Linked DNA regions of Zea mays: region 1 is linked to region 2. Evidence: chromatin contacts called from public Hi-C data. All regions are on one chromosome and are shown on one strand. Each heading gives the region's core, a stretch centred on a gene start, on an enhancer-like site or on the middle of the called end of the contact. The rest is flanking DNA. Distances are from core to core; before and after follow the strand shown. Region 1 holds the start of LOC103627767 (E3 ubiquitin-protein ligase ATL31). Region 2 overlaps LOC103627764 (LMBR1 domain-containing protein 2 homolog A).

Region 1 (2,905 bases), core at 27-2,526, 95 kb after region 2:
GTCTGGGTGATGGGCTTCGGCTGAGCACTGACGCGTCGGTCGACTGACGTTGACGGAACAGGCGTCGTTGTCGGAGAAGTCAAGTGCTCTGAAACCTGATGTCCATGCTGGAATTCCACAGCCTTCGCCTGGTCGATCCGTCAAGAGGGTTACACTGGTTTTACACGCGGTTAATATGTGATGTTTGGTCCGGCTGTCGCCTTGACCACTCGTGGAGAGTCTTACCGTACGTTTGTTGAGCGTCAGGGTAAAACTTGTGCAAGACCGACCTCATAACGAACATGACTTTGGAAGGAAATTTAACTTCTTAAAGCAGCGGCCCCTGCACATTTGAAGTTGTTTTTGTACATTTACCACGTGAGAGACATTTCGGGAAGGAGATTTAAAGAGGTGGCAATCTTTACAATGACAAATAGTTAAGGGATGTGTTTGGTTTCTAAGTACCCTCCGTTTCTTTTTAGTTGTCGTTGATACTTCAATTTTACACTATTCACCGACAACTAAAACGAAATGGAGGGAGTATTGATTTTTAGTGTGTGTTTGAATGCACTAGATCTAATAGTTAGCTACTAAAATTAGTTAAATACATACAAACAATCTAGCTAATAGTTCAGTTATTAACTATTTTTAGTAAATTATCTAATAGTCAGTTAATTATTTGTTAGCTAGCTAATTCTATAAACATCTTTTAGACAACTAACTATTAGCTCTAGTGCATTCAAACACATCTATCATTTTTCTTTCTATTTTACTCTATAAATTACTAAAATAGGAAACTAAAATGTATCGGGTCCTGATATGAATTTACGTGCTGTCAAGAAGATTGGAATTGTTTCGTACACATCTTTTAAGAAAAAAAAATTCTACCACCATCTACAATATCGAACTAATTTCGTACTTTTAATGAACTATGTGTGAGACATATTTCGGTAGCGCATCTATTTTAAATTATAGATGTTATAGTAGTTTTTTTTATAAAAAGATAGTTACAATTAGAGAGACGTAATTTATGACAAAACTAAGATGAACTATAACTTAAAATACAAGGTGTAATTGATTTTTGCAATAAGGGTTTGTTCAGTTATTTTGAGTGAGATTTAGATGTATTTTAACTTGTTATAAATTTAAACCGACTTAATATCATTTAATCTATATAAAATTATATTTAAACGAACCAGCCCTAATGTGGGAGTTAGGATGATTGTATTGCCAGCTTTAGCATTGACCCACCCGTCAGCCGTGCGCCGTGGCCTAACTGTAGCTGATATGTGAATTCTCGCTTCAGTCGATTCCCGATAAGCAATCAGATAATTCACATGCCGTTGAATTCAGATTTCAGCGTGCAAAAAACGTTCCAGGCCCTCCCCGATCGCGGCTGCTGAGCTGAACACCTGCCGGCGGCTTCCTTCCGCGAGACCCGCCGAGCGCCGCGGCCCGCGGGATCCTGACCTTTTTGGCTCAAACTCCTCCTCCCCGTCTATATAGTTCCACACTGCCTGCTGCACCGTCAGGCTAGTCAACCCGCTCTCGTCTCCCGGGCCCTCGCCTCTCTCTGCCGTCTGCACTGCCGCCTGCCGCGCGCAAGGACGCCCATGGCTCGCCACGGCCAAGCGCTGCTCGCCGCGCTCCTCGTGTCCGCGGTCGGCGCAGCCAGCGCGCAGCCGAGCTACGATGACGGCGGCCAGGGCCAGGTCAGCACGGCCATGATCGCGCTCCTGGTCGCCGTCATCGCGGTGTTCGTGTTCATCGCCTCATTCACCGTCTACCTCCGCCACTGCACCGGCTCCGCGGCCACGTCGGACGACTACGACCGCGCCAGAGCCGTGCCCAATTTCGACGCCTTCATCTCGCGGTCGCGGAGGCAGCGGCGGCCGCGCGGGCTGGACGCCGAGGTGGTCGAGGCTTTCCCCACCATGAAGTACGCCGAGGCCAAGGCGCTCCGGGTGGGCAAGGGCGGCGCGCTCGAGTGCGCAGTGTGCCTCAGCGAGTTCGAGGACGAGGAGCGGCTCAGGCTCTTGCCCAAGTGCAGCCACGCCTTCCACCCGGAATGCATCGGCGAGTGGCTCGCCAGCCACGTGACCTGCCCCGTCTGCCGCTGCAACCTCGACCCTAACAAGGATACCAGCAGCGATGAACAGCGGCCCGACAGTTTCCCGCCGATCCCAGTGGCGAGCAGCATCTCGAGCGAAACCGCGGTGTCGTCTGGGCATGGACCGCTACCTGTGGCCGTGGTGATCGATGTGATCACCGAGGAGGAGGAAGAGGCGCGGCGGCAGGAGGCGCTGGAGCTGCAGCAGATAGGGACCCAGCGGCGCGCCATGCGGTCGCGGTCGGGGCGCAAGCCGGTCCCGACGCAGCTCGCCCGGTCGCACTCTACGGGACACTCCCTCGCCGTCCGGCTCGACCGCGACCTGGAGCGGTTCACGCTGCGGCTGCCGGAGCACGTGCGCAGGGAGATGGTCGCCGCGGGCGAGCAGAGCATGCGACTGCGTCGCGGGCGAAGAGCCGGGGAAGGAAGCAGCCGAGGCGGCCGAAGCGCCCCCCTCGGCCGGGCGAGCAGATGGCAGTCGCTTCTCGCGGGGACCTTCTCCGGGAAGCTGTCCTTCTTTTCGGCGTCCAGGATAACGGTCAGCTCGGCCGAGCTGGGAGAGGTGTCGTCCTCGTCGTCCACGAGGGCGAGAGGGAAGCGCGTGGCCGCCGTTGATGCCGCCGACGCTCTTGCTAGTGCTAAGGGCAGCGTCCGCCTTGACCGCATCGGAGGCGGCGGCGTGTCCGGCGCTGCGTCCCGCTCCCGCGAGGTGGCGGCAGCGGCGGACGAGGAGAAGTCAGCTACGCAACAGGTTCGCACGTAGAATGGGAACAACAGATTTTTGAGCGTAGAAACTAGCTAGCTTGAAAGTGATCT
Region 2 (2,887 bases), core at 9-2,508:
TGCTCGAAGAAAGAAATTCAGAGCAGGGGTCCAATGCTGGTGTACCACCAACTGGTGTGTCTGCAACATGGGCCTCGATGAAGATTGGTTTTCAAAATTTCAAAGCAAATATGGGTTCTAAGAAGTTTCTTCCTTTGCGCCAAGATCCAGGATTTGTTCCAAATTTGAATGTCTCTTCACCAGAATCTCTTGATGACATATTCCAAAGGTTGAAACGGCGGCCTGCAAATGTGCCTGTGGATTACCTTGACGATGACGATGATGACAACATAGGAGATACAGATCTTCATTTCCAAGATCAATGAAATAGGTTGTGATATTCTTTTAGGTTTAGAATATGCATACACAGAAAAACTAAAAGAATTGGTAGCAATAGATGTTCAAAGGAAGATACAGGATGTATAGATCTGATGATGGTTTGGTGTGCTTCCTGGAAGCTCATGACGCCTGTCCATCTGGAAAACTGCAAAATGTAAGTACGATATGATGACAGCCTTTACAGAAAGGTTTGGAATTCTCCCGCCGAAAAGGGTTGGGACTAATCTACTACGTACCACTATATTCAGGTAACCTTGTTGGTTTCTCTCACCTTTTTTTTGGAACTGTATTGGAGATGCTGATATGTGATGGAAGCCAAAAATTGTAAATGTGTACCTACAATACCATATGAAAATTAACGTGCTTGAGTTGTAACCAGTAAAAACATACTATTGAATCTATACTTGATCGGGAGGATACAACCCAAAGTGTTTGTGTGTGACGTCAGACATGTATTTGATGGTATAACTTGTGGACACTTATTGTCTGATGCTTGACCTAAAAATACCTATCTGTACTGCATTAACTGGTTATCTTTCGTAGGGTGCACGTGTTACAGTAATAGGGACGATCAAAGGCACAACACGAATTAATAAAATTCACTGCCAGCAGGCATGAATATATTATAAATAGGATTTCATAATCGTACTAAGGAATTGGGGATGATGTAACAGAGAAGATACGTCTTGTACATAAGCATAATATAGATTAATCATCTATTATTAAAATAAAAAAATTGAAGCCAGTCGCCACCAGTAGCCCCCGCTCCCTCCCTTGCCGCTGCCGGAGTGGGCTCGCCGGCAAAACATGTGCGGGTCCTGCAAGAGACGGCGGCGGCGGGGCGTTCATGTCCGTTTCCCCCTTCCCATCGCTGTCTCTGTCCGTCAGTCAGAGCTTGATCCAAAACCAAAAGCTAGGACATTCCGAGCGGCCACTTCCAGCATTTCGAGCGGCCGCTTCCAGCAGCACCTCCCCCACCTCTCCGCAACAGTGCAGAGCATCTTCGGAGTATGGATGGCCAATAATCACGAGGCCCGCGAGTTCGGCACGAAGCCCACTATTTGGTCTGATCCGAGCTCGGTACGAAGCCCAGGCCGACCCGTTTAGGCCCGATGTGGGCCGGGTTTAGATAGGGAAACGAGCCCGCAGGCTTAGATGACCCGTCCTGATTTTCTAATCGTGCCTGACGGGCCGGGCCCAAAACGTGTCGGCGCGGCCCATTTCGTCATCTCTACTCCGGAGAGGTGCATACTAGTTGTTGCGGGCTAGGAGGCAGGAAGCCCTCAGCCAATGCGTCGCGCTCTGCAGCGTCCTAGATCCGGCGTGGCTTCTTCGTCCCTAGACGTTATTACTACAACACCATTCACCCTTGTCGCCCCTCCTCCCCATCACCGTAGCTGCGTCTGGTAGCTGGCACGACATGCTTCGGCGATGCCCCATCTTTCTTGCGTCGTCAGCGGGCATCCTATATATCCGGGCCCTTAATGCCAGATCCACCTCTTGCAATGCCTCGATATCTTGACTGTGCCTCATCACCTCTAGTCAATTCCAGCCCTGGAGCCATGGCCACCTAGTACCCGTAGAGCGGGTGTCGTCGTGGTCATGCCTGTCTGCTTTCAGGACGGCATGCGTAGGCTATTGTCGCGATCTTGGGTTCGATTTGGTGCGAGTAGGTCCCGGGCAAAAGCCTTCCTGACGAGTTCGTTGGGACGACAACGACGACACTTATGAGAGTTGTGAGCCCTCTTAACGGTGTTGTTGTGAAACCGCTCCATTGGATTGTATGGTTGGTTGCTTTGTTGTGCTCTCGATGGCTATGACTAGTCCTCCTCATCCTAGGTGCTCGGGCTTGACCCCTGTCTCTTCCTCGCTATAGTTATCCAAGGCCTATGCACTAACCCTGATGTTCTTTGGTTTGGTGTAACTTCGCGACGACTACCTTGTTGGCCTCGGGTGAAAGCCCTCCTAGGCTCTTGGGCGACGGTGGCTTCGATGATGCCTTGTGCGTCATTCACCTTGTTGGAGGTGGGCCCTATGGTTTGTGGTCGCCTTTGTTGCTGGTTTGCTCTTTGACTCGGTTGATGCTCACTGTTGGCGGCCTCTTCTTTGTCGTCGGACTCCTTGTTTAGGGTGCCTTCGATTTTTTTTGTTGAGGGTGTCCATGCTTATTCGCCCTCCCTCCTTTGTGGCTTCATCCTCACAAAGGGTGTTGGATGGTGGTTCATGGAGATCATATGTGCTGTGAAAAGGTGTCTTCATCAACTACAAGAGAGGTCGACGGATTCCAACGAAAATCATGTATGATATGCTTCACCCTCTCTTAGCGCTCGTCTCATTTGGCGGTCCCTTCCAATCATGCAATGACTTCCATCTGCAAGTTATCTATGTTAACAAGCCACACCATCTGCTAACATATACACCCTCATCAAAAATTAAAAATAAATTCACACAATACTTAATATGTGTTTTATATATGTGTCTACATTCACTATCATCTATTTGAAGATAAACATAAAAAGTAAGAGTTAAAACAAATAATAATTTAGAACGAAAGGAGTATATTTTTCCC

What was found. Hi-C and Micro-C count contacts between places; a contact is called where the count stands out from the background.
Region 1: a contact with region 2 is called in a Hi-C map of ear, with 1.5 times the contacts expected there. The contact joins the promoter of LOC103627767 here to the enhancer-like site in region 2. A contact is called at or near these places in 2 of 25 Hi-C or Micro-C datasets (ear and leaf).

The regions. Positions count from the first base shown.
Region 1 is chr5:217,265,243-217,268,147 of Zm-B73-REFERENCE-NAM-5.0, forward strand. LOC103627767 (E3 ubiquitin-protein ligase ATL31) reads left to right here and starts at 1,277. Exons shown (of 1, transcript XM_008648072.4): 1 at 1,277-2,905. The coding sequence starts at 1,593. The coding sequence ends at 2,852.
Region 2 is chr5:217,169,998-217,172,884 of Zm-B73-REFERENCE-NAM-5.0, forward strand. It overlaps LOC103627764 (LMBR1 domain-containing protein 2 homolog A), which reads left to right. Exons shown (of 14, transcript XM_020538698.2): 14 at 1-746. The coding sequence ends at 305. Among protein-coding and RNA genes, the nearest start is that of LOC103627764, 14 kb to the left of the region's middle. Within about 2 kb of position 1,259, at least 14 of the 20 cell types and tissues checked have an H3K27ac peak or open chromatin away from gene starts, as enhancers often do. A contact at or near this core is called in ear and leaf, where this site is marked.